Linked DNA regions of Mus musculus: all the other regions are linked to region 4. A link is a contact called in public HiCAR-type, HiChIP or PLAC-seq and promoter capture Hi-C data. All regions are on one chromosome and are shown on one strand. The core of a region is the stretch at or near the end of the contact, and the rest is flanking DNA. Distances in the headings are between cores, read along the strand shown.

Region 1 (4,294 bases), core at 128-2,627, 3.0 Mb before region 4:
CATGCTTCACTGGGTATGAGTATGTCTTGTTTTGTTTTGTTTTTCGAGACAGGGTTTCTCTGTTTAGCCCTGGCTGTCCTGGAACTCACTTTGTAGACCAGTCTGGCCTCGAACTCAGAAATCCCCCTGCCTCTGCCTCCCAAGTGCTGGGATTAAAGGCGTGCGCCACCACAGCCCAGCGGTATGGGTATGTCTTATGTTTCATTTCAGTGTTAAATCTTTTTTTTTTTTAATAATTCTGTATAGCTCCGGCTGTCCTCGAACTCACTCTTTAGACAAGGCTGGCCTCAACTCAGAAATCTGCCTGCCTCTGCCTCCCATGTGCTGGGATTAAAGGCAAGTGACACCACTGCCTAGCTTCTGTGTTAATTCTTAAAGTATCTACATTTAAAAACAAATAAATCAAAGGAACAGTATTTCTGTCTATGAAATTTTGTATAACTCTATGGAATTTTTTTAACTTTACTGTTATCTAATTAACTCTTCTGGTGTGCATGAGTGTTTGTTTACATGTATGCCTGTTTACCATGTGTGTGCCTGGTGGCCATGAAGTTCAGAAGAGGATCTTAAATGCCCTGGAACTGGAGTTAAAGTTGTGGTAAGCTGCTATGTGAGTACTGGGGATTGAACCCTGGTCCTCTGAAAGTGCAGTCATTGCTCTCAATTGCTAAGTCATGCTTCCTAGCCCCTTGTGGGAATTCATGACTGAGCCTAGGAGAGACTTAACCAGTCTTGATGAAAGGCTACTTTCCTTTCCGATGTCTTTTTAATTTTCTCCATCTTTGCTATCCTGTCACAAGAAGAATGGCATTGTTTCAATTTTTTGCAAATCTCTGATTTAATACAGGACAGGTGAAGGCCTGGAGGTCTAGCTCACAAATAGACGGACTTGCCTAACAGCTAGAATAATTCACCCCTTTTTGTATTCCTTCTGTTGCACTATATCAGAAGACAACCTCTGGAAAGCGCTGTACAGTCATGAGAAAATGAGTGGAAAAAGTGTGTAATATTTACTGTTTTGAAAACTGTTACTCTCCTAACAGAGCTCTTGAAAGGCACTTTGGAAACTACTGGAAAGAAATGTTTATTTAGGGACGAAGGATGTTTTCGGGTTCTTATGCACATTCCTAACATGAGGGACGCCAGAATAAAGACGTTTTTAAAGCCACAAGTAGTCGCGTTTGAAAAATTACTTTGTGCTAATTGGCAGGATTTGACATAACTCAAGATGACAGCTGAGGCTCATAGTACTGAGCCGTACAGTGACGTCACACAGCTACTTCCGCTCACTCTCTTCGAGTTGGCCACTACATTTCCCAGAATGCTTTGCCAGCAATGGCGCCATTGGCCAGCGCGGCCGGAAGTGCACCTGACTCAGGAGGAAGTAGAAGGACTCGGAGGCAGGAGCGGTGGAGAGAGGAGCTGGGAGGTTGTGAAGCCCATCGTGGGTCTCGCGGCGTTCGGTGAGGACTGTGGCCTGGGACAGGCGCGGGGTCGCGCGGGGAGGGGCTTTTCTAACCTTGACTCATAGCCGGGAGGGACGCGACACTCGAGTAAAAGCGAAGCCTGCGAGTCCTGACCCTCCCTTTTAACTTTTCCTTTTAACAGGCTAGGACGAATTCGGACTTTAACGCGACACTGGGTCATTGGCGTGGTTTTGCTGCGACCAGAGGGGTGGCAGGCACCGCAGAGGTTCTGACTCAGCTTCTAGAGCAGCAGTGGTTAATAGGATGAACGTAAAATCATCAGAGTCACTTTAAAAAAACAGAGATGCTCTGACCTGACTGCAGACCAATATTGTCAGGATCTGGGCAGCAGGGTTGCGCAGCGAGAGTTGAGAACCGGCTCTTCCAAGGCTGAGTTCTGAGTCCCTGGAGGATGCCTGTGAAAACATCTGCGCAAAGGCTCCCCTTCCAGAATTAGCTACCTAAGCTATACCGCTTGCATTTGCTTACGATGATAAGCACGATTTGGGCACAGATGCCATCTTGGGCTCCATAAGAAACTTATTCTTCGGCTCCCGGTGGCGATAGTGTCCCATTCGGACTTCATTGTTTCCTGTTGACAACTTGGTCATTTATTCTGAACAAAGATTAGAACTCTTTCTTTCTTTCTTTCTTTCTTTCTTTCTTTTTTTTTCCCCTGCAGCTGTTTTGGATTCTGTCTAATTTGTGCCATCCAGCAAGCTGCCGGACGTGGAAAAGTCACATTAAAATCAGTCTTTTCATTTAGGGTATGGATCGAGGGTGTGGTTCAGTTGTTTAAATGGCTTACATGTACCACAAAGTCTGAGATTCGGTCTCCAACACCAGTGGGAAGTGGGGATGTTAGTCTTGGTATAAGTCTGATACCATATTTGATCAGCAAGACTATCAGTTAAAATGATAATTGGCATTGAGTGTGAGTTTATTATACTCTAGTTTGGGGCTGGGGAGGGGCCTAATACAGGGTCTCATAGCCCAGGCTAGCCTCACATTTGCTGTGTAACCAAGGATGGCCTTGAACTTCTGATCTTTCTAACTACATCTCCCCAATGATGAGACTGCAGGAATGGGCCACCACAATTGGTGATATCCTGTTTTTAAAATGACTTCCTTGGACAGGCATGATCCATACTCCTTTAATCCAGCAATGGGGAGACAGAGGAGGGTGGATCTCTGAGATCAAGGCCAGCCTGATGAACAAAACAAGTTCCAGAACAGCCAGGGTCACACAGAGAAACCCTGTCTCAAAAAACAAAAACAAACAAACAAAAAAAAACAAGCCGGGCATGGTGGTGCACTCCTTTAATCTCAGCACTCAGGAGGCAGAGGCAGGCAGATTTCTGAGTTCGAGGCCAGCCTGGTCTACAAAGTGAGTTCCAGGATAGCCAGGGCTACACAGAGAAACCCTGTCTAGAAAACAAAACAAAACAAAAAAACCAATAATACTTATAAAACAAATAAATAAAAATAATGACTCCCCAGTCAAAGAAAGTCAAGCTGTGTTTGGCGGGGTTATATGTAGAAGTTTGTTTAGGTGTGAAAGACAGAAGGGTTTTTTTTTTCCATATTTTTTTTATTGGGTATTTATTTCATTTATTTCCAATGCTATCCCAAAAGTCCTCCACACGCTCCCCCACCCACTCCCCTACCCACCCACTCCCACTTCTTAGCCCTGGCGTTCCCCTGTACTGAGGCATATAAAGTTTGCACGACCAATGGGGCTCTCTTTCCACTGATGGCCGCCTAGGCCATCTTCTGATTCATATGCAGCTGGAGACAAGAGCTCCAGGGTACTGGTTAGTTCATATTGTTGTACCACCTATAGGATTGCAGATCCCTTCAGCTCCTTGAGTACTTTCTCTAGCTCCTCCATTGGGGGCCCTGTGATCCATCCAATAGCTGACTGTGAGCATCCACTTCTGTGTTTGCCAGGCCCTGGCATAGTCTCACAAGAGAGCCATATCTGGGTCCTTTCAGCAAAATCTTGCTAGTGTATGCAATGGTGTCAGCGTTTGGAAGCTGATTATGAGATGGATCCCCGGATATGGCAGTTTCTAGATGGTCCATCTTTTCGTCTCAGTTCCAAACTTTGTCTCTGTAACTCCTTCCATGGGTGTTTTGTTCCCAATTCTAAGAAGGGGCAAAGTGTCCACACTTTGGTCTTCGTTCTTCTTGAGTTTCATGCGTTTAGCAAATTGTATCTTATATCTTGGGTATTCTAAATTTCGGGGCTAATATCCGACAGAAGGGATTTAAGACTGTATACAGCCGGGCACTAGTGGCTCACACCTTTAATCCCAGCACTTGGGAGGCAGAGGCCAGCCTGGTCTACAGAGTGAGTTCCAGGACAGGTAGGGCTACACAGAGAAACCCTGTTTTGAAAAAAACAAAAAACAAAAAAGACTGCATATATACGAAGATAACTAAAAAACATTATTTTTCTTTTTTTCCAGACATTTAGCCGTACCTCCCTCCCTGAACTCAGCATGGAGGAAAAGTCAGAAGACTGTAAGGTCCCAGAAGATCTGTTCAATGGTCTGAAAGTCGCAGATCCTCAAGAAGGAGAGTCTGCCAGCCCCATGGTTTCTGATCCCAAGGGTCAGCACTGCCAGAGCAAGCTGCCGAAGGCTGCTGAAGCCCATCCACAGGACGACCATGTTGAAGAGGAATGTTTTCATGACTGTAGTGCCTCGTTTGAGGAGGAACAGCCAGGGGCGCACGTGGCAGGGAGCAAAGCCAGCGATGATTCTAGTTCTGAACTGGATGAAGAATACCTAATTGAACTGGAAAAAAACATGCCAGAAGAAGAG
Region 2 (3,749 bases), core at 105-2,604, 2.8 Mb before region 4:
TGATTGGTTGGTTGGTTGGTTGACTGTGGTGCTGGAGATAGACCATTCCCAAGCTAGGCAAGCTTTCTAGCATGGAGCTAGTTAAAATTATAAAAACATCAAATGTTGGCCTGTGCCTATAGCCCCACATTTCGGGAGGGTAAGGCAGAGGATCAGGAGATTCAGGTCATCCTAGACTACGTGAGGAGTTTGAGGCCTGTCTGGGCTACCTGAAACTCTGTCTTGAATGAGAAAAGCAAGCAAACAAGCAAGGCATAAAGGAACGTGGAAAACCTCCTGTCGGGAAAAGGAATTCTAGGATTGGAGACTAAAGACTGCTATGTGTGCGTCAAAGTTGACTTTTCATCAGGTCAGGAGGCAGTGAGTCAGGGGGCTGGCTCAGTAGAGAAAGGTACTTGGTGCCAGGCTACACACACACACACACACACCATGGTACACGTGTAAACACATAAGAGAGACAGACAGACAGACAGACAGACAGACAGACAGAGAGAGAGAGAGAGAGAGAGAGAGAGAGAGAGAGAGAATCGACTATCCCCTGGTCCCAGGTAGGGAGTCAGCCAGTGTGGTCAATTCTGCTTTGAATAGAAATGATGGGATTTCACAGAGAGAAGACCCCAGAACAGGAGAGGGTTTTTTTTGTTTGTTTGTTTGTTTTTGTTTTTTGTTTTTTGTTTTTTTTTTTCTTGCTTGCTTGCTTGCTTGCTTGCTTTTGGTTTGTTCCTGATACAGGATCTTGCTCTGTGACCCATTCTTTCCTTGGCATTATGACAAACCTTCTTCAGCCTCCCAAGTACCAGGATTATCGGTGTCGTCCACAGTGCCCAGGCGAAACTTTGTCATTAACAGTAGTAATGGTGAAGATGCTGACGAGGGATTTTGCATTGCTTCTTTAAGTGACCCAGAAGCCACCCCACACCCCAAAGACTGGAACCCCATGTGTAAAGTGGCACATAAGACATCTAGCTTACAAACTTCACTTGTGTGCCTTGGGTCAGGGTTGGCCTGGGGGCTCCCTGGGAAAGGCTCATGCCTTGTTCTTCTGGATTGCCATATACAGTTCAGTGCACAGAGCTTGGTAAATGAAGGCTGAGGAGAGCTTAGGGATGGGCAGAGAGGGGCTGAGCAGAGAGGTGAATGACCACACTCTGTGGCCGTCCTGGCCTTGGCCTTACTGGGACTGGTAGTGGGATTGTAGGTGTTTTTCCTTAAGGTGAATAACCTTGGGGCTCCTGCCCACGTCATAAAATATCAAGCAACTCCCTGCTAGGGCAGGACTGAGAAGTGGGGTGACTTTGGGGCTGAGCCTTGGCAGTTGGGAGTGTTTATAAGCTGGGACTCCAGACTCCTCAGGACCAACCTTCTTCCTTAGCTGCTCGCTGCTGCCAGCTCTCTTCCAGCACCATGGCCTTCAGTGGCAAATATGAATTTGAGAGTGAGAAGAATTACGATGAGTTCATGAAGCGCCTGGGTGAGTGAGCTTCTTTGTGTCCCTTCCCTGGGACTGGCTGCTTATAGCTAGCTCTGGGATAGGAACCCAAACTCTTGGGGTAGAGTAGGACAGAACTCATCCATCCATCCTTCCATCCATCCATCCATCCTTCCATCCATCCATCCATCCATCCATCCATCCATCCATCCATCCACCCACCCAGACTTTTGCTGAGCAAACACTCTGTTCTGTCTCTAAAGATAATCAAAGCTGTAACACATCCTTTGATTTTTAAAAGACTTAGAGAATTTTAGTATCTCTAATTCATGTACGGAAAGTGTGAGTCTCAGACAAGTTTCATCAACATTAAAGGCCACATAGTAGTGACTGGTGAAGTGGAGATCTGATGTTTATTCGTTCAAATGTTTGTTATTGTTGTTGTTATTAGAAGCAGGGTCTCATGCAGTCTAAGCTGGCCTCAAAATCACTATGTAGCTGAGGATGACGCTGAAATCTTGATTCCTTGGCTTCTCTCTCAGAGGGAGGGATTACAGGCATATGCATACCTTGTGTTATGTAGTGCTGGTGACCACACCTGGGCTTCACTCATGCTAGGCGAGCGTTTCGTCAATCGAGCCTTATCCCTAATCCTGCTCAAAGTTATTGAATGTCTGCTACATGCAAAGGCTGTCCCAATAATTGGGTTTTTTTTTTAATGTTTTTAAACGTGCCATCTCTCCAGCCCACTGTCCCAATATTCTTGATGAGCCACCTCAGAGTGATTTACCTAAGTCAGTGACAGAGGTCATTAACACCCAGAACCCTGTCATAAATGATGTCACTATATCCTGCTAGGGAGAGATGACCAAGGAGTTAATACAGAAACCATGTTTAACAAGACAATCCACATAGCTCACCAACAAACTTTCTTCTTCCCTTACTGTACTATTTCGGGTAGAGAAACCAGATTATTATTATTATTATTATTATTATTATTATTATCATTATTACTTGCCTTTTGACAGCAAAAGGTCTGTTTCGAGTTGACCTTTGACACTGGTCAGTTGCAAAGTGTCAAAGGGAAAGTGGATTTGATGGTCTTGTCAACCTTTCAGTGCACTAGCACTGAGGCCATGCAATTGTCAAGGATGAGATGTAGCTCTGGTGGGAGACAGTTTGCTTAGCATGCCTGAGGCCCTGTTTCAATCACCAGCACTGCATAAACTAGGCCTTGTAGTGAGTGCCTATAATCCCAGCATTCAGGAGACTGCGGAAGGAAGGCCAGAAATTCAAGGTCATCCACTGTCCAGGTCACTTGGGACTATCAAAAAAAAAAAAAAAAAAAAGGAAGGAAGAACAGTTCCAGTTTCATGAGACCCACGGGCATCCTCTTGTGGTGTTTGTCCTTTGTCCTTCTGCTGTGTCAGAGTGGCCCTGAAAGTGGAGCCCCGTCCCTCTGTCCTGTAAGGCCTTGTGGACAGGCTACTTTTTCTTCTGAGTCTTTATTTCTTTGGTGTGTGTCATAAGATTTATTTATCTTTTTATATCTGTTAGAGTTTGCCTGCATGTATGTAAGTGCCTGGAGTCCCCAGAGGTCAGAAGAGGTCACTAGAGTCCTTACAACGGTAGTTACAGATGGCTGTAAACTGCCTTGTGGGTGCTGGGATCCAAACCCTGTAAGAGCAGAAAGTATTCTTAACTCTTGAGCCCTCTCTCTAGCCCCCAGGTCTTATAAAATAGAAACATTAGAAGACTCAATCTGAAAGGTTGCATTCATTCCAAAATTTCCTGGGCTTGGCAAGTTTTTGCAATATTGATATATTACTGTAGGAAGATTTGTTATTTTTTTAATTAGGATTTTTTACGTATGTGAGTGCTTTTCTCTTATGCATGTCTCCTTACCAGTGTTACAGAAGGTTGTGGGGAGCCATGTGAGTGCTGGGAATTGAACCCAGGTCCTCTGTAACAAGTACTTTTAACTGATGAGCCATCTCCCCAGACCCCACAATTTGCTGTTATTGAAGAGCACCAAGGGGGGGGAGAGATGGCTCAGCAGTTAAGAGTACCGACTTCGCCGGGCATGGTGGCGCACGCCTTTAATCCCAGCACTTGGGAGGCAGAGGCAGGCAGATTTCTGAGTTCGAGGCCAGCCTGGTCTACAAAGTGAGTTCCAGGACAGCCAGGACTATACAGAGAAACCCTGTTTCGAAAAACCAAAAAAAAAAAAGAGTACCGACTTCTTCTAAAAGGTGCTGAGTTCAAATCCCAGCAACCACACAGTGCCTTACCACTATTTGTAATGAGATCTGATGCCCTC
Region 3 (3,958 bases), core at 496-2,995, 2.9 Mb before region 4:
AACTTAACTAACCCACACCATGTCTCAAAAGTCAAAGAAACTCTGGAGGAAGCTGGGGGTGTGTAGCTAGATGGCAGGATGCTTGCCTAGCATGCAGAGGCTCTAGGCTCAATCTCCAGTACAGAGAAAAAAGAAGAGAAGAGAAATACATAAACACATCAAACACACAGAGCCATTTCCAAACAGGTGAGACACCAGAGTGTGTGTGCTGTTGCAGGAAACAGAATGGAGAGCCATGAATGGGAGTCTCTGCACTTCCTATCTGCAAAAGAAGAGAATAAAAAGGTTAACTCTAGACTGAAAGCAGATTACCTTCTTTACCTGTTTAAAGCAGTGCCCAGAACATTTTAAATCAAAAGGTGAAAATATACTGGATAAGACAGAGGTTTGTAGGTGAACTCAACCTTCTAGTCAAAACAAATTTAACTGTAAACATCGTCTCGGAAATCTTTTGAGACTCAATCTCTATCACTGCCAAAGAAAAAGTCATGCGAACATTCCTTTGTAAACCCACCACTTGGGTAGTAAATGTTCAAAAGACAGGGGACCTATCCCGTCTCCAATATTTCTTTAAGCTATAAGTAAAATTAGCAAAAGGTACCTCCTTATTAAAGAGTGATCCTCCGAGAAACTATTTCCAGCAGTTCTTAATAACAGTTAAAAAAGGGTTCATTAACTCTAGGCTCTTCCTCTTTTAACAACTGACAGGTAACCTTTTGGGAAGCCCAAAGCACACACCCCTTTCTTCAGCCCCGCTAAAGTTAAAGGTTGATTTGAGGACAGGGAGATGCCTCCGCAGCACCTCTTCCCCCCCCCCCCCCCCCACAGCACCCGTTTCTCTAGGGGATCCATCTGCATTTTGCATTAACCCATCTGCCCCAGTGCGCAAGCCAGAGGGTCGCAGGGGGCTGGGGATGCGGAGGCGGGGTGTGCCAGCCATCTGCACCCGCGCGCGTCCCCAGCTGCACACCTGGGGCCGGGGCCGCGCGCGTCGGCCCCACGCGGAGCGCGCCCCACGCGGAGAGCGGCGCGGCGCGCAGGACCCGAGGGCGGGGCGGGAGCAGCTCGGGTTCGCGCTCTCCCTCGCGGCGGAGCGGACAGCTTGCAGTTGGGGGGCCGACGGTACCTTTTGGATAGGTCCATGAGGACCCCGGAGAAGAGCTTCTCCCCGAGGCGGAACGACACGACGAGCGCGTCCTCGATGATGTGGTCCAGCGTGACCCGCACCTCCGAGCCGGGGATGAGGTGCGACACCGCCGAGTCCCCGCCCGCCGGCGGCACGAGCGCCGGAGCTGGTGGCGGCCGCGGCGCGTCCTCGGGCTGCTCGGGGGCGGCCGGAGGCTGCTCGGGCGGCGAGACCGGGACAGCCGCGGGCTCGGGCGGCTTCGCCTCCTCAGCCTCGGAGCTATCGGCCAGCTCCCCCGGCGGCGGCGGCGGCGGCGGTGGCGGCAGCGGCTGCTCGTCGGCCTGAGGGGCGGACTGGCGCCCGTCGGCCTCGCCGTCCGGCACCGCCGCCTCCGTGGCCGTGACCGGGAGGGGGGTGCCGGCTTCGCTGCCGGGAATGGGCTCTAGCTCCGGCTCGGCCTCGCCGGCGCCCCCTTCCCCGGGGGACGCCGCGGTCGCCGCCGCCTCAGCAGCCACGGCCGCCATTTTCTCGCTGGTTTCTCCCTCCTCCTACTCGGGCTGCGGCGGCGGCGGCGGCAGCGCGGCTGGGATCCCGAGGCCTTCCCCTCCCTCCCGCTAACACTCTCGTCCCGCCCTTTCCCTGATGCTCGTGATTGGCACCGCGCCATTGGCTCCGCCTTCCACCCCCTTCCGCACTTCTGTCAACCCATTGGTCAGAAGGAGCCGTCTGTCGCGGGCTGAGTCCCGCCCCCTCCCTCAGAGTAGGAACTTCCCATTGGTCAGGTGAGTTGTCAAGTGGAGAATCTAAAAGGAGTTTGAGGGGCGGGCTGAAGGATGGCAAAAGCGGCGCCCTGTGCTTACAGCCTGTATCTATTGGTTAGTAGGGGAAATACCGCTTTAGGATTGGTTTATGCCCCTGCCCTTACTCGGCCCGTTCTTCGGAGGTGGGAGAAGGGAAGAAAACGCGAGTCGTGCCAGTTCTTTCAAAGACTCCCCAAGGGGGGAATAGCGGGAGAATGCAGAAAGGGAACCACTTCCCAAGAATCTTTGCGCAGAGATCCTTAGAATAAATGTTATTTCTAGGCTTGGATTTGCTTGTGGCCAAGTGTGGGCACAACAGGCTTCTGTTGGGAAAGATAACTAAAGTTCCGAAAATAATCCTGAGACACTTTTTGGGTGCCTATTCACTAGTCAGATTACGAGGTGCTGGAAACAGGGCGATGTACAAGACATTCTCCATGACCACATGACAGGAGCTCCCGCATACACACAAGCGGTGTTTTCCTTGGTTTCACTCTTTAAAATATAAAGGACTAAACTCTAGGAACCTGCTAATTTCAAAAAAGGAAAATTCTAACGAGAAGACAGACAACTGGCATGCTAAATTGACTGTAGTCCTTAGATCCACGGAAAGAGTTCACTATTGAAGCCTTTTCTTTCCTTACCCTCTTCCTTGCCGTGTGCAGAAAGAAAGAAAGAAAGAAAGAAAGAAAGAAAGGAAGGAAGGAAGGAAGGAAGGAAGAAAGAAAGAAAGAAAGAAAGAAAGAAAGAAAGAAAGAAAGAAAGAAAGAAAGAAATCTAGGCATAGTTGCCGGTGGGGCAGCTCTTGGGAGGCACAGGCAGAAATGGCAAAATTCTAGTCCAGACTTAATACAGTTTCAGGATAGACTCAACTGCAAACTGAGATCCCATCCCAAGAAAGAAAAGATGAGGGCTAGGGGAGCCCTCCAGTGTCCTAAGGTCCTTGTTTTTGTGGTTTGGGTTTTTGTTTTGAAACAGCGTCTCCCTATGTACTTCTGGCTTGCCTGGAACTCACAGAGATCGGCCTCCTTCTCTCTGCCTCCCAAGTGTTGCGTTTAAAGACCAATTCTATTTGAAATCTGTTAAGTCTAGAAGGAGCCACTGTACTCATTTCTTGCAGATTGTTCCTCAGTCAGTCCTTTCTAATAGGAGCAATCAGAGGCACTGAAAACACCTACAAAAGAGAAAGAAGATATTTACCAACGTGGAGGGAAGAATGAAATGTCAAAGATTAATTGAATACTATATATCAATATCTAGTACAATCTTACATGGTCCTTGCAATTCGACAAGTGCTATTATACCCATTTTATTTGAAAACTGAGACAAAAAGGTTTCTAATGTTGTTTAGCTAATAAATTACACGGTCATAAGTCCAGGTATTTTTTTATAGAAAAGACAAAATGACAATAAGCAAATATTAGCCAACGTTCTGTCTATTTCAAGCTTAGCAGTTCTCAGGAAAGTAAAAGTCCAATAGAAGATGCCAGTCAAGGAGAATTCAGAATCTCCCTTTACAGCCACAGGGAAAATGGAGTTTGTTTAGAGACCACTGTGTACCACTGACTTTCCCAAACCCTCTCATTTGAAGTCCTGTGTTCTGGGGGTCTAGAGCAATGGCTCAGCAGTGAGGACCATGTGCTTCTATTGCAGAGAATCATAGTTGGTTCCAGCACTCCAGGGGATTCAATGCCCTCCTCTAGCTACCTTGTGCACAAACCTACTCCCAGACATACAGAGATGAATAGCTAAAAGTAGTGAAAATAACCAGGCATGATGGTGCATGTTTTTAGTGAAGGAGACAGAGACAAATGGATCTCAGTTCAAGGCCATCTTGGTTTATATAGCAAGTTCTAGACCAGTGTACTGGCTAGTTTTGTGTCAACTTGACACAGGCTGGAGTTATTATCACAGAGAAAGGAGCTTCAGTTGGGGAAATGCCTCCATGAGATACAACTGTAAGGCATTTTCTCAATTAGTGATCAAGGGGGAAAGGCCCCTTGTGGGTGGGGCCATCTCTGGGCTGGTAGTC
Region 4 (4,282 bases), core at 1,564-4,063:
AATACATGCCATACTTGTCTTTCTGGGTCTGGGTTATAATGAAATACTTGCTTTCATACTTTTACAAGAATAGATATTTGCTTGTTTTAAATTCTGCACCTCTTTTAAATTACTCAAAAGATGCTCTCTATTCCAATATTATAGAATCAAAGTTACAGTACTGTGTCATAGACTAGAACTTCTCTCAGCCTTGGTCAGAAAAGTCTCTTACCAGGATAGTCGCTATTTAAAGCAGAAATTTATAACTGATCAAGGTATTGAGAGTAAGCAAGTATAGAGTGCTCAGCTCTGAGCAGGACTTCTGTAACAACCCCTCCAAGGCCTAGGAATACTAGGAGAGGATGGAAAGGCTTTCAGAGCTGAAGGGGCATGGTGCCATCAAACGCTATCTTCTGGACATGACATGTCCATTGCAGTCAGAAAGTTACAGTATTTGTGACTGTGTTCATAAGACCAGAACACACACACACACACACACACACACGCGACAGCAGAGGCCAGAAAGACAGCTCCAAAGTTTAGAGCACCCGGGTTGCAACTGCAGAGCTCTAACATTCTCCTCCCCATTTCCTAGGGCATTGCACAAACACCCATACATACACACAAATATATAAATAATTAAAAATGAAAGTAAAGTGTATTTTAATTGAAATAGAAAAGGAGAAATAAGCAAAGACTGCCTATTATATTTGTTTCTTAAACGTGTCAGTAAAATAATTTTCATATAAAGAATTGAGAATTAAAAAAGAAAACACAGGATCCTAAGAGAAAATATTTTTTAACACATAATGTACTGCCAACAAATTCTCAACAGGAATTTTAAACATAAGACGTAGAAGGTAACAAAAGTCATTTGAAAATTCTTATTAGCATTAACACTCTTTAAGCTTCCTTCAAAGTTAAGAAAACCGATAAAAGAATAAACAGAACCAACTATTTACATAAAGCACTTAAGAACACAGTTAATCATAAAAGGCTACCATTTACCACATGCTTCCCAGCACTTAATCTTCCCACTTATATAGGATTAAGACATTTCTCCTGCCTATTTTTGAGCAGCCAAGATAGAAACCCAAATTGAAAAAAAAAAAAAAATGGGAGGAGAGAGATGGCTCACTAGAGCATGTCTTAAGTTGGGATTTTATTGCTGTGAACAGACACAATCATCACAGCAGCTGTTATAAAGGAAAACATTTCACTGGGGCTGGCTTACAGTTTCAGAGGTTTAGTCCATTATTGTCATGGCAGGAAGCGTGGCAGGCAGACATGGTTCTGGAGAAGGAGCTGAGAGCTCTGCCTCTGGATTCACAGGCAGCAGGAAGAGCAAATGAGCCAGTAGGTCTGATTTTGAGCTTCAGAGATCTCAAAGCCAATTGCTACTGAAGCACTTTCTCCGACAAAGCCACACCTTCTAATAGTGCCACTCTCTATGAACTTATGGGGGCTATTTTTATTCACACCACCACAGAGCACTTATAAATTACTGGTTTTGTAGATTTACAGAACCAGGGATCCAAATGAATACTGTTCCTTGGTCAACTCACAGCTAACTGCCTGAAATGCCAGATCCAACATCTCTGGTCTCTGAGGGTAGCCACATTCCTGTGCCATACATTCCCCACTTCACCAACACCCCCAGATATAATTTTAAAATCTAAAACTTTTTTTTTAATTAAAGAGAAAAGGCCAGGCATGATGGTGCATGTTTTTAATCCCAGCACTAGGAGAGTCAGAGGCAGGTGGATCTCTAAGTTCAAGACCAGCCTAGTTTACATAGCTAAGGAGTTCCAGGACAGCTTGGACTACATAAAGACCCTGTCTCAAATAAAACATCACTTGTATCTAGTTAATGACCGTTATGGACGGCCAGCCGGCTTGGCTCTTTCTTATTTTCATGAGATGTACTGGAATGGACAAAATCCTGAACACCACCGTCACCACCCCAACTCCTCACCCTCACCCCCACTGCAGCCATGCGAGCTGAGAACCTACTCTCTGTGCATTGCTCCTGAGGACATGCCCTTCCCCGCTACCCCCGAAAGGAGTCCAGCAAGAGTTCAGGATAATTATTTTTCCGTTAACCTGGTAGAGAAGAGGCTTATAGAGATTAATTTTGTAAGAATAATGTTCCTTCACACCCTATTCTGAAGCCTGAGATTCGGCTCACTGCAGATGGGGTTTTCCAGGCACTGTTCTTTGCTGTTTTCTGCCAGACATATGGCATTTTAAGTCACTGATGATAGTATGAGGGTGCTACAAGAACAAATTCAGAAAATTAGCAGAGGACCAAGAAACTACATACTCTGACATCATTGTAACATCTGAGAAGTTTTGCAAGAAACAAAATAAGATAACGATGAACTGATTCCTAAAACTCAGAGAGAACACTCTAGAGAAGCCTATAGAGAACACTATAGAGAAGCCTACCATCTCATTATCTGTAAAGAGAACGAAAGCATTTTTTTTTTTTAACTTGCCATTGTGTTTTTAGAAAGAGGGGACTGAGCTGCAGTGAACAACAACAAAAGGAAAAAAGCAAAAACCAAAACAATGCAAAACAAAAACCCTCACAGTACATTCTGGTCCGCTACCCAGACCAATCTGGCTAATAGAGGCCAGACCTGCCCGGGCAAGCCTTGGCACTGAACACTCAGTTCCGCAGCTTAAGGAAGGACAGTTCGGAAATGCTCCAATGAGAGAGGCTGCGAGAGTCGGGCGTGGCTCGAAAGGGGAGGAGAATTGAAGTCTGGACAACGGGAAGTGTGCGCTGATTGGCCGAGCTTCCTCAGAGACCATCCATCAAAAGAACCACACCAATCAGCGACGTAGATGCGTCCCAGCTAGAGAGCCAGGTCTCCAGCTTGTTCCCCCACTGCCCGGCGCAGTCCTTCGCTGCGCGCTGACCCCGAGGAAGGCAGTACTTGGTCAGGGCGCTGAGGGACCCTCCACCGGGACGCCGGCCCCTCCCCGGGCCTCTGCTCACTTGACCCCCACTCCCTAGTCCGTCCCCTTAGTAGGCCTGTCGGATCGGGGACGTGGGGCGAGCTGAGAGCAGGCCCGGGGTGGGTGGTCACCGTGGTGAAGACGTGGCTGTCAAGGTGAGAGGGGACTATGGGGTGGATCTCAGAACCCTGCACTCCGGAACGCAAGCCCGGGCTAGTCTGCGCCTAGAGAGAGGCGCAGCGGGAGCGGTATTCCTATGTCATGCCTCCCAGTCCCAACCTGCACCCCTGAACTGAGTTAGTGGTTCCTCACCAAGACGACCTTCCTGTCACATCTTTAAACTGCCCAGGGAAGAATCGTCCTCTGTATCCAGGGCTTAGGTTGTGCCCAGGACTCAGAGGAAGTGTAATGCATACTTCCACCAATGCAACTCCCCAGCTTCACCTAACTTTTTCTTTTGGTTTTTAAATGGCGTTAGACTATTCGGAGCACTGAGTGCTAAGCACCGTGCCACACTGAGTCATATCGTGTGTTATTCACAGCCACTCCAAGAAACAGATGTTGTCACCCTCATTTCACAGGTGTAAAAATAAGCTCATTACCTGGAAATAAATGGGCACCTGTGTGCTAAGCGGTTTGTGTGACTCCTTTTAAGCTACCCAATCTATGAGCTATGAGATTGTAGGTAATAATCGTATTTCTACTTCATAGGTAAGGAACTAAGGTTCACGTTGTTAACATATATGGCAGAGTATGTACTATCATTTGACTTTTAGTTTGGGTGTATCATGTGGGGCAGTATCTATTTGTGGCATGTACTGACAATGAAGAAGTCTTTGCTTAAGTAGAGAAAAAAAATTTTTAAGCCATAGTTTATGTCCTATACAAACTCACAATTTAGGAATGTGACCTACTGGGAGAAGGTAAAAATACTTACAGACCTTGGCTTTGCAGTGTCTTCGTCTTAGACGTAATGGAAATGGGGTGGGGGGTGGAGGGGGCATGCACTATAAAGCACTTTTTGCCACAATGCAGAGATAGCCAGGCAGGGTTCTTATGCTCTTTTCTGGGTTTGTTCTATTTATAGATGATAGAAGTACTGACAACTGACTCTCAGAAACTGCTACACCAGCTGAACACCCTGTTGGAACAGGAGTCTAGATGTCAGCCAAAGGTCTGCGGCTTGAAACTAATTGAGTCGGCCCATGATAATGGCCTCAGAATGACTGCAAGATTACGGGACTTTGAAGTAAAAGATCTACTTAGTCTAACTCAGTTCTTTGGCTTTGACACGGAGACATTTTCCCTAGCTGTGAATTTACTGGACAGATTCTTGTCT
Region 5 (4,071 bases), core at 152-2,651, 2.8 Mb before region 4:
GCGGAGAAGGCTCAAGGGACATCCCAGGGAATATACCAGACAAAGGAACCCCTGACACTCGGGGTGTGCCCGTCAGCGGTAGCAGCTGCTGCTGTATTATTTCCAGAATATGATATTTATTTTATTTTATTTTTTTGTACCAGGGAGTCCTGTCAGTTGGGCACAGATGAGCTGCTAGTGTGGTAGCTAATGTCAGAAGATATTTTCTTCTTAAAAGTAATAGAAATCGTTCCAACACAGGGCACCTTCAGCTTCATCCCACTGCGCAGGCTGTACTGGGTTGGGAGAGTGGAAGCTGCAGTCCCAGCCTCCTTCCTTATCTATGGCACCTTGAACTCGGCCAGTTGGTAATTACAATGCCCAGAGGATAGAACTGAGACAGAGAGCAGTGTTGGCTCTGAATCTTTCCCCAGATCTCATGTCTCCTCAGGGATGGGGTTGCTTCCATCCAGTGGTTAGCACACAAGACAGAGAGAGAATCTGTCCACCAAGCTGTCATTTATGGGAGGTGGATTCTTGGTTTTTTGCTGCGCCCCACTTGCTATGCAGTAGGCACTCTCCCTCTCTGCCCCCCAACCTGGCTACCCTGCATCCAAGAAGGATCAACCCTGGCTGCTCGCTTCACATCTGCTATGAAAACCACCAGAGAGCAGAGAGCAGCTTCTGGCCTAAGGATGGTACTCAGCAGATAGCTTTGTTTTGTTTTTGTTTGTTTGTTTGTTTTTCATAAATGAGCAAATGGTTTTAAAGTCTAGAACTTTCTATATCACAAGCATGAACCTCATATACATGGTCCCAAGGCAACCCACAGTTTTTGAGGATGACTGTGGGTGTAGGTTTCCCATAGGCCTGGGTGTGAGGCCAACTGCAGCCTCTTCCTGTCTAGTCACCACCCTGAGCTCCACAAACACTTTCCTCTTCCATTTCCCTTATGCTGATGAGCGATGGGATTCCAGGGCTTTTCTAGGGAAAACTGTGTGATCAACAGGAAGCTGCTCTTTCTATGAACAATAGAATTTAAATAAAAAGTGTGGCAGACTACCAAGATACATTCAGGTGAAGGTATCCTTCACCTGAAAACCACACAAAAACCACACACACACACACACACACACACACACACACACACACACACAGCCAACACCAGCCTTTTTGTTGTTAATGGTGGCAGTTAGGGAGGGTACTTCCTACTCTTTCCCCAAGGCAGGGAACAAGAAGTCTCTTTCCAGGAACTGGGACACAGATGGAGCAATATGGCTGAAAAGCTGATCAGACACTAGCCCAGAAACCACTTGAGGACATCATTCTGAAGACACTGTTCACCACATAGCATAGCACAGCAGTCAGGACACACTGAAGACATGCACACTACAAGACCTTAGAGCCTCAGCCAGGTCACTGCCATATACTCTGGGCTTAGTCTCAGCCTCTTGGGCCTATGCTTTCTGGCCCTGGCCTGTGACATGGGAATAATGAGATGAGTTGAGGTGGCATGCTGGGTTCGTGTACAGGGAATGGAGCTCTTTCTAGATCCTGCTTCATCCAGAATTTGCAGCATCCTCAGTTATAGGTACAAGGATGGATTTCTGGATATACCTTGATAAAGAGTCAGAGAGCCAGGGACAAAGAGAAAAAGGGCCCTCTACATCAGTGTTCTGTGCTCTGTGGGAAAGAAAGGCAGCTGTGACAGCCACAGAGCTTGGGGACCAGGCAGCCCCCAACCCCACTGTTCCTATGGGCCTGCTGCAGCTGGGTACAAGATCTCTGGTCTCTGGGAAGATGTTGAAACTAGGATCATCCTGGAGGGACAAACTTTCAGTACCACGGTCCTTGAGCTTTGGAGCTTTGAGCTCATCTGGCATGAAGGTGGACTTGAGACCCCTGCCTGGCTGGACTGCCTCCTCCCTTAATAACAAAGAGAAAGCTCCCTTCCTCTTCCTCATCTCTCTGAAGAGCAAAGGCACTCAGTCGATGGCTGTCTCCAGTGTGTGCTTACGGCAGGCAGGATAAATAATGCATGAATGGACCTACGGACGGACAGACGGACGGATGGGTGGAGGAATGAGAGCCAGCACACTTCCGATGGCCGGAATCAATTCCTGAGGCCCGTTTAGGGCGGAGCCGAGAGGCTGTGAGTATCTGTTTTCCTCAAGAGGAAATTGTGGAAATGCCTCCCAGGGTTGGTGGTGGCATCTGGCCAGTTGGGTCACACACAGGCTTCCCTTCTCACTGCGAGGACGTCGCTGCCTCAGGATGCAGAAATAGGAATGATGACTTCATAGGGTAGCCTGAGCCAATCCCTGGTTCCATTGTGTCCCACTTTATAAGTGACCTAAATAACTCTAGGGACTGAAATCCAGGATTATGCGATAGGAGACATTTGTCACATGCGTGGCTGGCACCAGGGCGAGGGTGGGGTAAGGGCTTTGTGTGGGAGAGCAGGGTCCTGGCATGAATCAAGCTCCTTTAGTGACTGCTGAGTATAACGCCCATTCCCACTCACACGGGCTGGGTCTGATGGGGCTTCTGGTACCGAACAACAGCAAACCAAGTTGCAGGGCCAAAGGTGTAGAAACCAGAGGCCCTGGATCTTTTGTTCCAACCTCTGCTGGGAGCAGAAACAAGGAACAAGAGAGGCAACACGGCCACTGCTATGAGTTACGGAGAGCCACTTCCTGACACAGGGACAGTCCTGAGGGCTGACACAATCTTTCAGTCAATGTGGGTCTTTGGCTCAGGAAGGGGAGGACTGGGGAGCCTGCACAACCTGTCTGCTGACCTGTGTCTTCCTGGTACCACCAAGCACAGAGGTGAATGGCAAAGGCTGCAGCTGTGAGCCCAGACCTACCAGGCCATTTCAAGTCACCTGCTTGGTCCCCCTTTCTTCTGTCCTTTTTAGAAAAGTTCCTGATGTCTTGAGCCTTGGTTTCTACCTCTGTTTAAGTAGGGAAATAGCGACTATCTCCTTAGGATTTGTTTGGGAATTAACTGAGTAACAATGTATAAAAATTAGAAAGCTTCACATAGCACATAAACTCTCAACAATCAGTAGTGATTCCATTTACCACACAAGGCTCACCTTCCACCTCCACATTCTGATGATGGAGGGAATATAGTGAAGCCTTAAGACACTTCTATTTTTTTTTATTGTTTTTTTTTTCTGTTTTTTAAATTTCCACAAGAAACAGAGCTCACTCTCCCACAGAGGAAAAACATCTTTAGCTCCTCAGAGGGTGAGGCACCGCTGAAGGGAACTGAGACTCCAGAAGTGGCAAAGTATAACTCTCATAGAAGATTCCAGGATATGAGCCTGCAGAGTCCAGGAATATCCTGGCAGGAACCTGCCTTTAACAAGTGCCCACAAGTCAGGAGATGTCAGATTTTCCTAGAAGAGTCCCAGAAACCCCACCATGTCTGGTGACAAAGAGGAGCCTTTTCCTGTCTAGACATCAAAATGCTTGTAATTAAAATTAAGACGTGAAAGGGGAGAGGCAACACATACTTCCTAAAGCCAATCTTAAAAACTCTGATGTTAACACAACAAATACAGCCGCAAGTCCTCCTCTCACCACCAGGGCGGCGTACTTCTCTTGAGAATGAAATGGTTTTTAGTGCAGACTACAACCCAGTAGTTGGTTAGTGTGGGGTGGGGGGAGGAAGGCGCAGCTGAAGGAGAAGCTGCTGTGACCAAGGCTCACCTCACCCTGAGGCTAAAAATGGAACTGTTACCCCATGAAGCTAAGCATCCCAAGAAGGCAGGGCATAGCTGTCATCTAGAAAACTCTCAGCATGGCTTTCCTGGAGAGCACAGGTATGTAATAAACAAGGACTTCTTTCAGGATGTCAGTAGGAAACAAGACGATTGGGCACAAGGGAGGGAGGGAGTAGCTTAGCGATATATTGAAAGCTTAGCATCAGGAGGCCCTGGGTTTGGTCCCAAGCCCTCAAAACAAAAGGAGAATGGGCATACGGTAGACTTGGCATTGATAAGGTGCAGAATGTGGTCAAGATGCCAATACTTGGTGCTGGAGTGACGCCTCCGCAGTTAAAAGCTCTGGTTGCCCTTCCAAA
Region 6 (3,809 bases), core at 846-3,345, 2.9 Mb before region 4:
CCCGTTACGAATCTGAGGATGAATCTGAATTTCTGACCCTCCTACTTCCATCTTTGGAATGTTGGGATTATAGGCAGGTGCCAGCATGTCTGATGTTTGTTGTGGTGCTGCAGGTAAAAACCAGGGTTTTATACATGATAGATAAGAACTTGGTCAGTCCTAGATAAACTTTAACATTAAAACACTCAAGATTTAGTTTTTAAAGTGTGTGTGTGGGGGGGGGGGGGGTAGGTAGGTAGGTAGGTAAAAATACAATTTGCGAAAGTTGGTTCTCTTCTTCTATTTTGTGAATTGCAGAAATCAAACTTAGGCTGTCAGACGTGGCAGCAAGGCCAGAGAGCAGTATTTATTATGAATTCACTGGGGTGTGTGTTTGAGTGGTTCTGTTGTTTATTTGAAATCTTTTTTTCCTTTCTTCTCTCCCTCCTTCCCTTCTTGTCAACAGGGTCTTTCTATGAAGCCCAGGGTTCCCTAGAGCTTGCTTGTACCCAGTTCTTTCCTCAGCCTGGGGATTACAGGCATCCCACAGCACACCTGGCTCTGGGTTTGCCTGTGTGTTTTCATGGGTAGTTTTGCTCTTCAGACTATTTGGTGTCTGGATTCAGAGAGTGAGATCCAGGAGGCCCTGGATGCTACTGAACTAGAACCCTTGACTCTTGGGTTACATTGCAGAGAGCTGTGGCAAGGGCTGGACCTCAAATCCAAGGGAATCCATTGCTTCAATGTACTTGGGTTCTGGCGGCTGGAACAGGAGTTGAACAACCAGAGTACAGAGTATGGTTTGTGCTTCTATAGTTCTCGTGTCTCTGTGGTACTGGTGGGCATGTATTCTATCTAAAAAGCCATAGAGGACATAGGTTGGGTTTGCTGCTAGGGACTGGAATCAGGCCCTGGAGGAATCGGGTCGAAGGAAAACCTGACTTTTCAGTTTATATTCGTGCTGGAGTAGTTTTAAAACCTGGTGCCAAAAGTGTGTGTGTGTGTGTGTGTGTGTGAGAGAGAGAGAGAGAGAGAGAGAGAGAGAGGCAGCTCAGTGAAGAAAAGTATTACTTACCAACTCACCAGGCCTGAAAGCCTCAGTCCCATCCCTAGGCACCCATGGGAGAAGGTGAGAACACTCCTGTAAGCTGTCCTCTGACCTCCACATTGGCAACGCGGTGCCCAAGCCACACAATGCATAATTAATTAATTAAAAATAATTCAGGAGAGCCAGGCGTGGTGGCGCACGCCTTTAATCCCAGCACTCGGGAGGCAGAGGCAGGCGGATTTCTGAGTTCGAGGCCAGCCTGGTCTACAAAGTGAGTTCCAGGTCAGCCAGGACTACACAGAGAAACCCTGTCTCGGAAAAAAAAAAAAAAAATTCAGGAGCAGGCATTGATGTCCCTGTTGGATTTGAGCAGCTAGTTAGTCATTTAGACCAACGACGAAAGTGGAAATAACAATGTGGATTTCAAGGCTAGGTCATAGCAGGGCATCCAGTTACTTGATTCTTTTCTGTACTTGTTTTCTTTCATTCTTCTGTTATTGTTGTTGTTGGTTTGGTTTGGTTTGGTTTTGGTTTGGAGGCAGGGTTTCTCTGTGTAGCCCTGGCTGACCTGGAACTCGATCTGTAGACCAGACTGGCCTCAAACTCAGAGAGATCCTCCTGCCTCTGCCTCCTCAGTACTGGAGTTAAAAGTGTGCTCCATCACTACCCAGCATCAGAAAAACAATGGGGGGGGGTTGTGTTTTGAGACAGGGTTGCTCTGTGTAGCCCTGGCTGTCCTGGAACTCAGAAATCCGCCTGCCTCTGCCTCTGCCTCCCAAGTGCTGGGATTAAAGGCGTGCGGCACCACGCCCGGCAGAAAAACAGTTTTTAAGGGCAATCTATTTCAGTTTAAGGTTGGCAATTATTATTATTTTTTAATTGTTTAGATTAAAAAGCAAAACAAAATCCGAGGGCTGGACTAGAAAATCTCTGGGGAGCCTGAGTCCTACATCTTGACTTTCAGCAGAACGGTTGTGGGGGAGGGGCGACAGCACAAATTCCTCTCCCTAGAGGCTGGGATGGAAAGCAAACCAGGCACCGCGGCAGCTAGGCGGGGAGAAGCTCAGACTTTCCCAGGCGGTTCCTACGCGGAAGTGCTGGGGTGAGGGTGAGGGAAGCCAGGCCAAGGAGCCTGGTGTTAGAAGGAGCAGAGCCTGCAATAAATCACCTCCCTAACCTGCCTGCTTTCCTAGGCTGTCAGCTTGGTGGAGGGTGAGGGTGGGGGCGGGGCAGGGGTGTGCTGAAGCTGGCGGGGCACCAGAGGAGTCTACATTTCAATTGCAATAGGAAACCAACACCCTACACCTCTATTCCTCTGCCCCAGCCGCTTTTCCTTTTTCTCCTCCGTCCATCCTTTGCCCTGCCCTCCCCTTCTCTCTCTGTGGGCCCTCCTCAGCGGAGAGGGATCCACTCAGACATCAGGCCTGCAGTTCTGGTCCTCTCCGGCCTCCTTTACAGTGGGTTCGATTCCCTCCAGGGCTCCAGGCCATTCCATCTTCGGCACACATGTCTCATTCGGAGATCCAGCTTGGATGAGTGTAGCCCGATGATGGATGAGATAAGACATTAGGGCTGCCAGGCGAATGGCAGCTAGCCAGAGAGATAGGACTCTCACAAGATAGCAGAGCCACCCTGAAGAGAGCCTACAGCTACCAGGATACAATGTTCCTTGGGTGCTGCCCCCCCATCCCCACCCCATCGCCCATCCCCAGGCCTGGGCAGCTAGTGGTGCTGGAAGCACGGGGCAGAAAAGAAAGCCACAGACCCTCTGAATCCAGTACTTAGTGTACAGATCAGCTTTAGTGGGTGTTGTGCCTTTCCAAATGTCAAAAGCGGACACACACACCCTCCTCCCTACCCCCTGCCAGAAGATCCCATAGAGATGCTTGGATCGGGAAAGGTTGCTTATTCCAGCGGGCTACTCTGTGCAGGTGTGTATAATCGGCTCACTCATTCATTCATGCACACAATGTGGGAGTTCTCTATAGAGCTCAGCTGCCCACAGTAATGCCCATGTAGTCTTAGAGGAGCAGGCTGGTTTCAGTACAACCTTCCTAGCTGTGTGACCTTGACCAGGTCTACCCCTGCATAAATAGCAGCTCATCCCCTCAGGATTCTGTCAGGTGGCACAGGTAAATTGCTTAGAACAGAGCCCGACTTGTGAAAGATCGATGGATTCTTTCATCCACCCAAGAGCCCATACGTGTGTTTGTGTGTGTGGGGGGGGTGGGGGTGGGGTGCAGGGCTGCAATGTTTGAGGTTTGGGGGCCACAGCCAGGAACAAGTCAGAGGGGGTTCCTGGTCTTAGGTGGTTTATCCTCCAGGCGGAAGACTGGAGATAAGCAGACAATTGAATGAAGAACCAGGGAGATTCAGGTAAAGGGAGGAGACTGGAGACTGGAAGGGAGTGAACAATAGCCAGGAGCGGCCTGTGACCAAGGGCTGAAGAAAACAGATAAACCCAGATAAGCCAGACAGGGCGGCTGGAAGGCCAGGATGAAGATGTTATTTTAAGCCCCGTAGGAAGTGACTGTGCTTTAGTGTCTGTTTTGCTTTTTAGCCTACACAGTTGCAAGCAGAAGAAGGAGGAAGGAGTTGCCAATATTTTAAGCAGGGGAAGAGAAGAAGGGGGAAGTTAGAAGCAAGTGTCTGAGCAGCTACTGTGGTGGGGTAGGCAAGTGGAAAATGACAACCCTTCCCTGCTAGGTTCCTTGGCTAAGCTGAGCTGAGCGTTAAGCAGACACAGGCAGAGCAACAGGGGAATCCTACATTTAATTCCATA
Region 7 (4,240 bases), core at 650-3,149, 2.8 Mb before region 4:
GAAGGTGGGTAGGGTACCAGCTTTGTAGGATCTAAGAAATCTGTCTTGTCCTGAGAAAATGAGGAGCCATAGAAAGGTTTAGAGTAGGGTTTCTACCTGCCTGAGAAGCCTTCCCTAAGATCTCTGCACCAGCCCAGACCTGGGCTCAAGCCAGACAGGCAGGAGCAGAGATTGCCCTGGCCTTGTAGCCTCCTGAGCATCCCTCCCAGCCTTCAGCATCTGCCTGGGTATTTCCTCTAAGGACGGAGTTCTAAATTCAGCCCACGCAGTTGGTCAGGCTGCAGCTGCCGTATTAGCCTTTGCCAAGTGACCTTTGCCCTGACCATGCTACCCTGGTCAGGGCAGCGCAGCCACAAGGCACAAGTTCGATAGGCGAGGCCCTGGCTTCCCTCCCTCACAACTCAAAGCAGCCAAGCTCAGCACCTTCCAGTTCCCTCCCTCTTGCCAAGTAAGAAAAAAAGACTCCCGGAGTGAGCGAGCGAGTGAGCGAGGGAGTGCCCTGCGTGTCCTCTCACAGGAAGGCTCTTTTACTCAGGGCAGCTTCTGGATAGGAAAGCACAGAGAAAGATGCAGGAAAAGGTAACAGGTGGCAGAGCATGCCAAGGAGCAGGCGAGGGGAGAGCTTCTTAGCAAAGACTATGTGCAGGCCGACAAGATCCTGACAACCACAACTGTCCCTGGGTCGTTTTCCCTGCTTCATCTTGACTCCTGGGGAGACTCTCCTGACTTCTATTGTACCAAGTGGGGTTCTCATTTCTTTCGACCCTCCCATTCTGCTTATTCCTTTTCCTTGTCCCCCACCCTCTTTTGGAGAAGTGTATTTATGTAGCTCATCTTGGGCCCCCACTCAAGATGTGGTTAGAGGTGACCTTGAACTCCTGATCCTCCTCCTTCTACCTTCCAAGTGCTGGGATCACAAGTGTGTGCAACCACGCACTTATGTGACGCTAGGGATCCTGTATGCTAGGCAAGCACATGACCCACTGACCTACATTCCCGGTGTTTGTTCATCATGGCTGAAATTCTGCTTACTTATGTGTCTTCCCACTGAAAGGCAGACTCCAGAGAGCCAAGGCCAGATGCTACATATACAGTTTGCCCCACACCCAATTTAATGGCGGACACACAAGCAGGTGCTGGAAAATGTATGTTGAGCAAAAAAGAACGGCTGTCTTTCTTTTGTTTTCAAAAACTCCCTGATGTGTGGTAGCAGCTCCAACGAAGCTGTGAAGTCAGCTTTGGCTGGGAAATTCAGTTCTACTATTTACTCACTTTGGGTAGGAATTTCTGACGTTTAGTGACCTTGTCTGAGAAATACGGGTCATGTTGCTGTAAATGTAACGTATTTGGCACACACCAGTCATCCAAGTGAGAATGGAGAATGGTCCTTCCCGGGAACTGAGTAATCAAACTGCAGATAAGCAGGGGTTTATCTGAGGCCCAGAGCTTAGCGGAAGGCTAGAGTGCTTTCAAAGTAAAGGAAACTTACTTTGCGTAACATGGAACAAAGTTTTCTACCTTGGGGTGTGTGGACAGCTGGGACTAAGGAGGCCTCTGGTGAAAAGGACAACTGCCTATTAGCCTGCTCTGCAGGGTCCCCAAACCAAATAGAATTAGTCATGTTGAACCTGGGCTTCTTTCTATGCCCCCACCCCAGAAAAGGGTGCTACTTTGTCATAGGAACAGCAGTTCAGGGCTTGCAGCTTGCTTGCCCTGTTTAACTTTGGAAGTCCAGCTGATTACATGGCTAACCCAATTAGCGGGGGAGAGGCGCTCATTACGGGGCTTTGCCCTAAGGGTCCACATTCTTCATTCCCCAAGCACTCTTGACCTAAGCCTTCCAGGGCCGCAGCAGCTTGAGTACAGGAAGCAGGCCTCCCTGGCGAGTGGCCTGGATTTCAGGGACAAAGGAGCAGCCTGCCCAGGGCGGCTTGCAAAGCTCTCTCAAGATCAGACAGGCGCTTGGCAGGCATCAACCACCAGCTTGGCAGGGTGGGCTGCAGGAAGGCTGCCAGGCAGAGTGACCTTCCTCTCAGCACCAAGGTTGCAGGAGGGAGGAGACAACAGGGACAAATTGGAAGGGGCTTCCTGAGGATCCCAACTCCCCAGATGTTGGCCCCTTATCACCTGAGCCAGGCAGGAGTGCCTTCTGTCCCAGGTGCATGTAGGGATGGGCAGATGGAGTCCAGGGACAGATGGCCATGGTCATCAGAATTCAAGGAGATGCACCTTATAAAAGCCTGCTCTTGTTATCAGGGCAGTTTTTTCCTTGTTTGTTTGTGATTTGTTGTTGTTGTTTGTTTGTTTTGTTTTTTTAATATTTACCATTGACTAAAAAAAATTTTTTTTTCTATGACACACCAAAACGCTCACAGAGCTTATCTGGGCAGGGGCTGAAGTAGGCCAATATTTTGCATGGGTTTGCCTTCAAACTTTTCAACATTGTCTGAATTAAAAAAAAAATCAAAATATAATTTTATAATTCAATTACCAGATTTCAAGCTCAAAAAAAAAAAAAAAAAAGAAAAGGTGTGGAGGGAACCAGGTCTCTCCTTTATTGAAGCCAAACTCAAAGGTTCTCTCCCCTGCCCCTTCAATCAGTTCTTTATTTGTGAAGCTGCCCTGCTCAGTGAGCAACCCATTGCACCCTTCTACAGTGTGCACAGCAGCCAGTGTCTTAGTTAAGTTTTATGTTCAAGGATGAAGTTTAAGTCGTATTTGTTCTATGTGTATGCAGGGGTTTGCCTCCATGAGTTTATGTGCACCATTTCTGTGCAGTGCCCTTGGAAACCAGAGAGGGCGTAAAATGCCCTGGAACTGGAGTAAAAGGCAGCTGAAGGCCACCCAATGTGAATGCTGGGCACTGAACCTGGGTCCTCTTCAAGCTCAGCAAGTATTCTTAAGCACTGAGTCATCTCTCCAGCTTTTCACTGGAATACCCAAATGATGCTTGATTTCTGATTCAGAGAAATTCACAGCAAAACACAGTGAATCCCCTAAGTTTTCTTCATGCAACTCTCAGGACAGAGGATCGCACAACAGCTTCCTGTTCATGAGGGCTCCTTGAACATTTGCAATGGCTGCATAGCATTTCGTGGCAATGTTGTGTGGTAAGCCCTGATTTTAGAAAGTCTGGACTGCTTCTCTTCCTTCAGCCCTTCTCCGTTCTGCCACTGCTCTTTAGAGAGACCTACCCCAACCTCTGTCCCATATGACGGCATCTCAGGAGTTTCTCACAACCAGCAGGTATTTCAAACAAAGTGTTAGTCATTGAATTCCCTCCATCTCATGAAATGCAGCCATCCACTGTCCAGCCAGTAAGGGCTAATGAACACCTATTGAACCGGTGAAGGCATGTGTGGCTAAATGAATGGAATGTCTGGGGGGAAATCCTTCCTGTGCCTTTGGCCTTTTGTGTTCCCTTTTCCCCTCAGGCTCCCTTAGCTATCCCGCATCCTTCTCTGGGTAGCCAATGTAGGGGTGTTACTGCCCAAAGAGGGACACCTCCCTGCTATGACGTGGGAGCAGCATTTCTGAGACAGGAAGGGGAGATGGTGATGTCAAGTCAGGCTGGATGGCTTTAGAGCCACTGCTCCTGGGGCCAGTGAGAAAGCTAGGTCCGAAGGTAGAAATGCTTGCCACCGTTTCTGATGGTTCTTGTGACCCACATTACAAAAACTTGAGAACCAAGCGCTGCAAAGGTGTTCTCTGACTTTCACACACAGTGTACACATCTGCACTCACACACACAGATGCACACAAGTGCTCACACAAAACAAGGGAAAATAGATACAAAAGGAACCACTGTTTCTGCTGCTCCTCGGCTCTGCCTGGGGGCTCTCCAGAGGGAGAGAACTAAGGAACAAGTAAGGACATGTGCATCACAACCTGCACGAAGCCCTCACAGAGTCACACTTATTGGCAGTGGGGATGTTTGGCCAGGTCTGCAAAGATCCCGATATCTGCCCCACCCCCTCCGGCACCCTTCCCTTGGTAGAATGTCAAACTCTTTGATGTCTGTGTCGGTCTCAGAAGTGCCGGCATTGTGCAGGGCCAGACCCAAGTGCAGGTTCACAAGACGGCAGCTCAGAGGCAGCTATCACCGTAGTTACTTAGGTCAAAGATGCCTTGAAACGTTGGCATCCGAAGGTCAGTGCACTGTGACGTGTGCATCCAGTCTCTGTTGGCTTCCTCTATCGGGGCGGAAGTGACACACCCACTTTTCACCGTCAGTGTCCTG

The links. Promoter capture Hi-C pulls out the DNA fragments that hold promoters and counts their contacts. HiCAR-type assays count read pairs that join an accessible place to other places. HiChIP or PLAC-seq counts read pairs in DNA pulled down with a chosen protein or histone mark. Capture Hi-C pulls out chosen DNA fragments and counts their contacts.
Region 1: an H3K27ac HiChIP or PLAC-seq map of embryonic stem cells shows a contact between it and region 4, with 19 times the contacts expected there. The contact joins the promoter of Ttc1 here to the promoter of Ccng1 in region 4. A contact is called at or near these places in 11 of 39 promoter capture datasets (the 3T3-L1 cell line, 3T3-L1-derived adipocytes, cranial neural crest and 7 more), 5 of 115 datasets of contacts at active chromatin or transcription factors (acute myeloid leukemia, embryonic forebrain, embryonic stem cells and 2 more) and 1 of 9 other capture datasets (adipose tissue).
Region 2: a promoter capture Hi-C map of stem cell-derived epiblast-like cells shows a contact between it and region 4, with 5 times the contacts expected there. The contact joins the promoter of Fabp6 here to the promoter of Ccng1 in region 4. A contact is called at or near these places in 7 of 39 promoter capture datasets (embryonic stem cells, frontonasal cranial neural crest, hippocampal neurons and 3 more) and 5 of 115 datasets of contacts at active chromatin or transcription factors (astrocytes, differentiating embryonic stem cells, embryonic forebrain and 2 more).
Region 3: a promoter capture Hi-C map of liver shows a contact between it and region 4, with 6 times the contacts expected there. The contact joins the promoter of Pwwp2a here to the promoter of Ccng1 in region 4. A contact is called at or near these places in 12 of 39 promoter capture datasets (the 3T3-L1 cell line, 3T3-L1-derived adipocytes, cranial neural crest and 8 more), 2 of 484 Hi-C or Micro-C datasets (Th1 cells and pre-B cells), 5 of 115 datasets of contacts at active chromatin or transcription factors (astrocytes, embryonic hindbrain, epiblast stem cells and 2 more) and 2 of 9 other capture datasets (adipose tissue and liver).
Region 5: an H3K4me3 HiChIP or PLAC-seq map of forebrain shows a contact between it and region 4, with 17 times the contacts expected there. The contact joins the enhancer-like site here to the promoter of Ccng1 in region 4. A contact is called at or near these places in 5 of 39 promoter capture datasets (the C10 cell line, cranial neural crest, hippocampal neurons and 2 more), 3 of 115 datasets of contacts at active chromatin or transcription factors (acute myeloid leukemia, embryonic stem cells and forebrain) and 1 of 9 other capture datasets (embryonic stem cells).
Region 6: a promoter capture Hi-C map of hippocampal neurons shows a contact between it and region 4, with 7 times the contacts expected there. The contact joins the enhancer-like site here to the promoter of Ccng1 in region 4. A contact is called at or near these places in 3 of 39 promoter capture datasets (cranial neural crest, embryonic stem cells and hippocampal neurons) and 2 of 115 datasets of contacts at active chromatin or transcription factors (extraembryonic endoderm stem cells and stem cell-derived neural progenitor cells).
Region 7: a HiCAR-type map of astrocytes shows a contact between it and region 4, with 9 times the contacts expected there. The contact joins the enhancer-like site here to the promoter of Ccng1 in region 4. A contact is called at or near these places in 4 of 39 promoter capture datasets (the C10 cell line, cranial neural crest, hippocampal neurons and 1 more) and 5 of 115 datasets of contacts at active chromatin or transcription factors (astrocytes, embryonic hindbrain, embryonic midbrain and 2 more).

Annotation. Positions count from the first base shown.
Region 1 is chr11:43,745,091-43,749,384 of GRCm38.p6, reverse strand. Ttc1 (tetratricopeptide repeat domain 1) reads left to right here and starts at 1,377. Exons shown (of 8, transcript NM_133795.2): 1 at 1,377-1,463; 2 at 3,938-4,294. The coding sequence starts at 3,971.
Region 2 is chr11:43,599,167-43,602,915 of GRCm38.p6, reverse strand. It overlaps Fabp6 (fatty acid binding protein 6), which reads left to right and starts at 1,354. Exons shown (of 4, transcript NM_008375.2): 1 at 1,354-1,471. The coding sequence starts at 1,405.
Region 3 is chr11:43,679,785-43,683,742 of GRCm38.p6, reverse strand. Pwwp2a (PWWP domain containing 2A) reads right to left here and starts at 1,745. Exons shown (of 2, transcript NM_027557.1): 1 at 1,127-1,745. The coding sequence starts at 1,650. It overlaps Gm34963 (a long non-coding RNA gene), which reads left to right and starts at 1,679. Exons shown (of 2, transcript XR_388594.3): 1 at 1,679-1,908.
Region 4 is chr11:40,753,817-40,758,098 of GRCm38.p6, reverse strand. It overlaps Ccng1 (cyclin G1), which reads left to right and starts at 2,813. Exons shown (of 6, transcript NM_009831.2): 1 at 2,813-3,098; 2 at 4,031-4,282. The coding sequence starts at 4,031.
Region 5 is chr11:43,567,986-43,572,056 of GRCm38.p6, reverse strand. All of the region lies in intron 3 of Ccnjl (cyclin J-like), which reads right to left. Among named protein-coding and RNA genes, the nearest start is that of Fabp6, 32 kb to the left of the region's middle. Within about 2 kb of position 1,401, at least 72 of the 459 cell types and tissues checked have an H3K27ac peak or open chromatin away from gene starts, as enhancers often do. A contact at or near this core is called in acute myeloid leukemia and forebrain, where this site is marked.
Region 6 is chr11:43,632,562-43,636,370 of GRCm38.p6, reverse strand. No RefSeq gene overlaps it. Among named protein-coding and RNA genes, the nearest start is that of Fabp6, 33 kb to the right of the region's middle. Within about 2 kb of position 2,095, at least 117 of the 459 cell types and tissues checked have an H3K27ac peak or open chromatin away from gene starts, as enhancers often do. A contact at or near this core is called in embryonic stem cells, extraembryonic endoderm stem cells and hippocampal neurons, where this site is marked.
Region 7 is chr11:43,546,015-43,550,254 of GRCm38.p6, reverse strand. The region is part of intron 2 of Ccnjl (cyclin J-like); the gene reads right to left. Among named protein-coding and RNA genes, the nearest start is that of Ccnjl, 19 kb to the right of the region's middle. Within about 2 kb of position 1,899, at least 102 of the 459 cell types and tissues checked have an H3K27ac peak or open chromatin away from gene starts, as enhancers often do. A contact at or near this core is called in astrocytes, where this site is marked.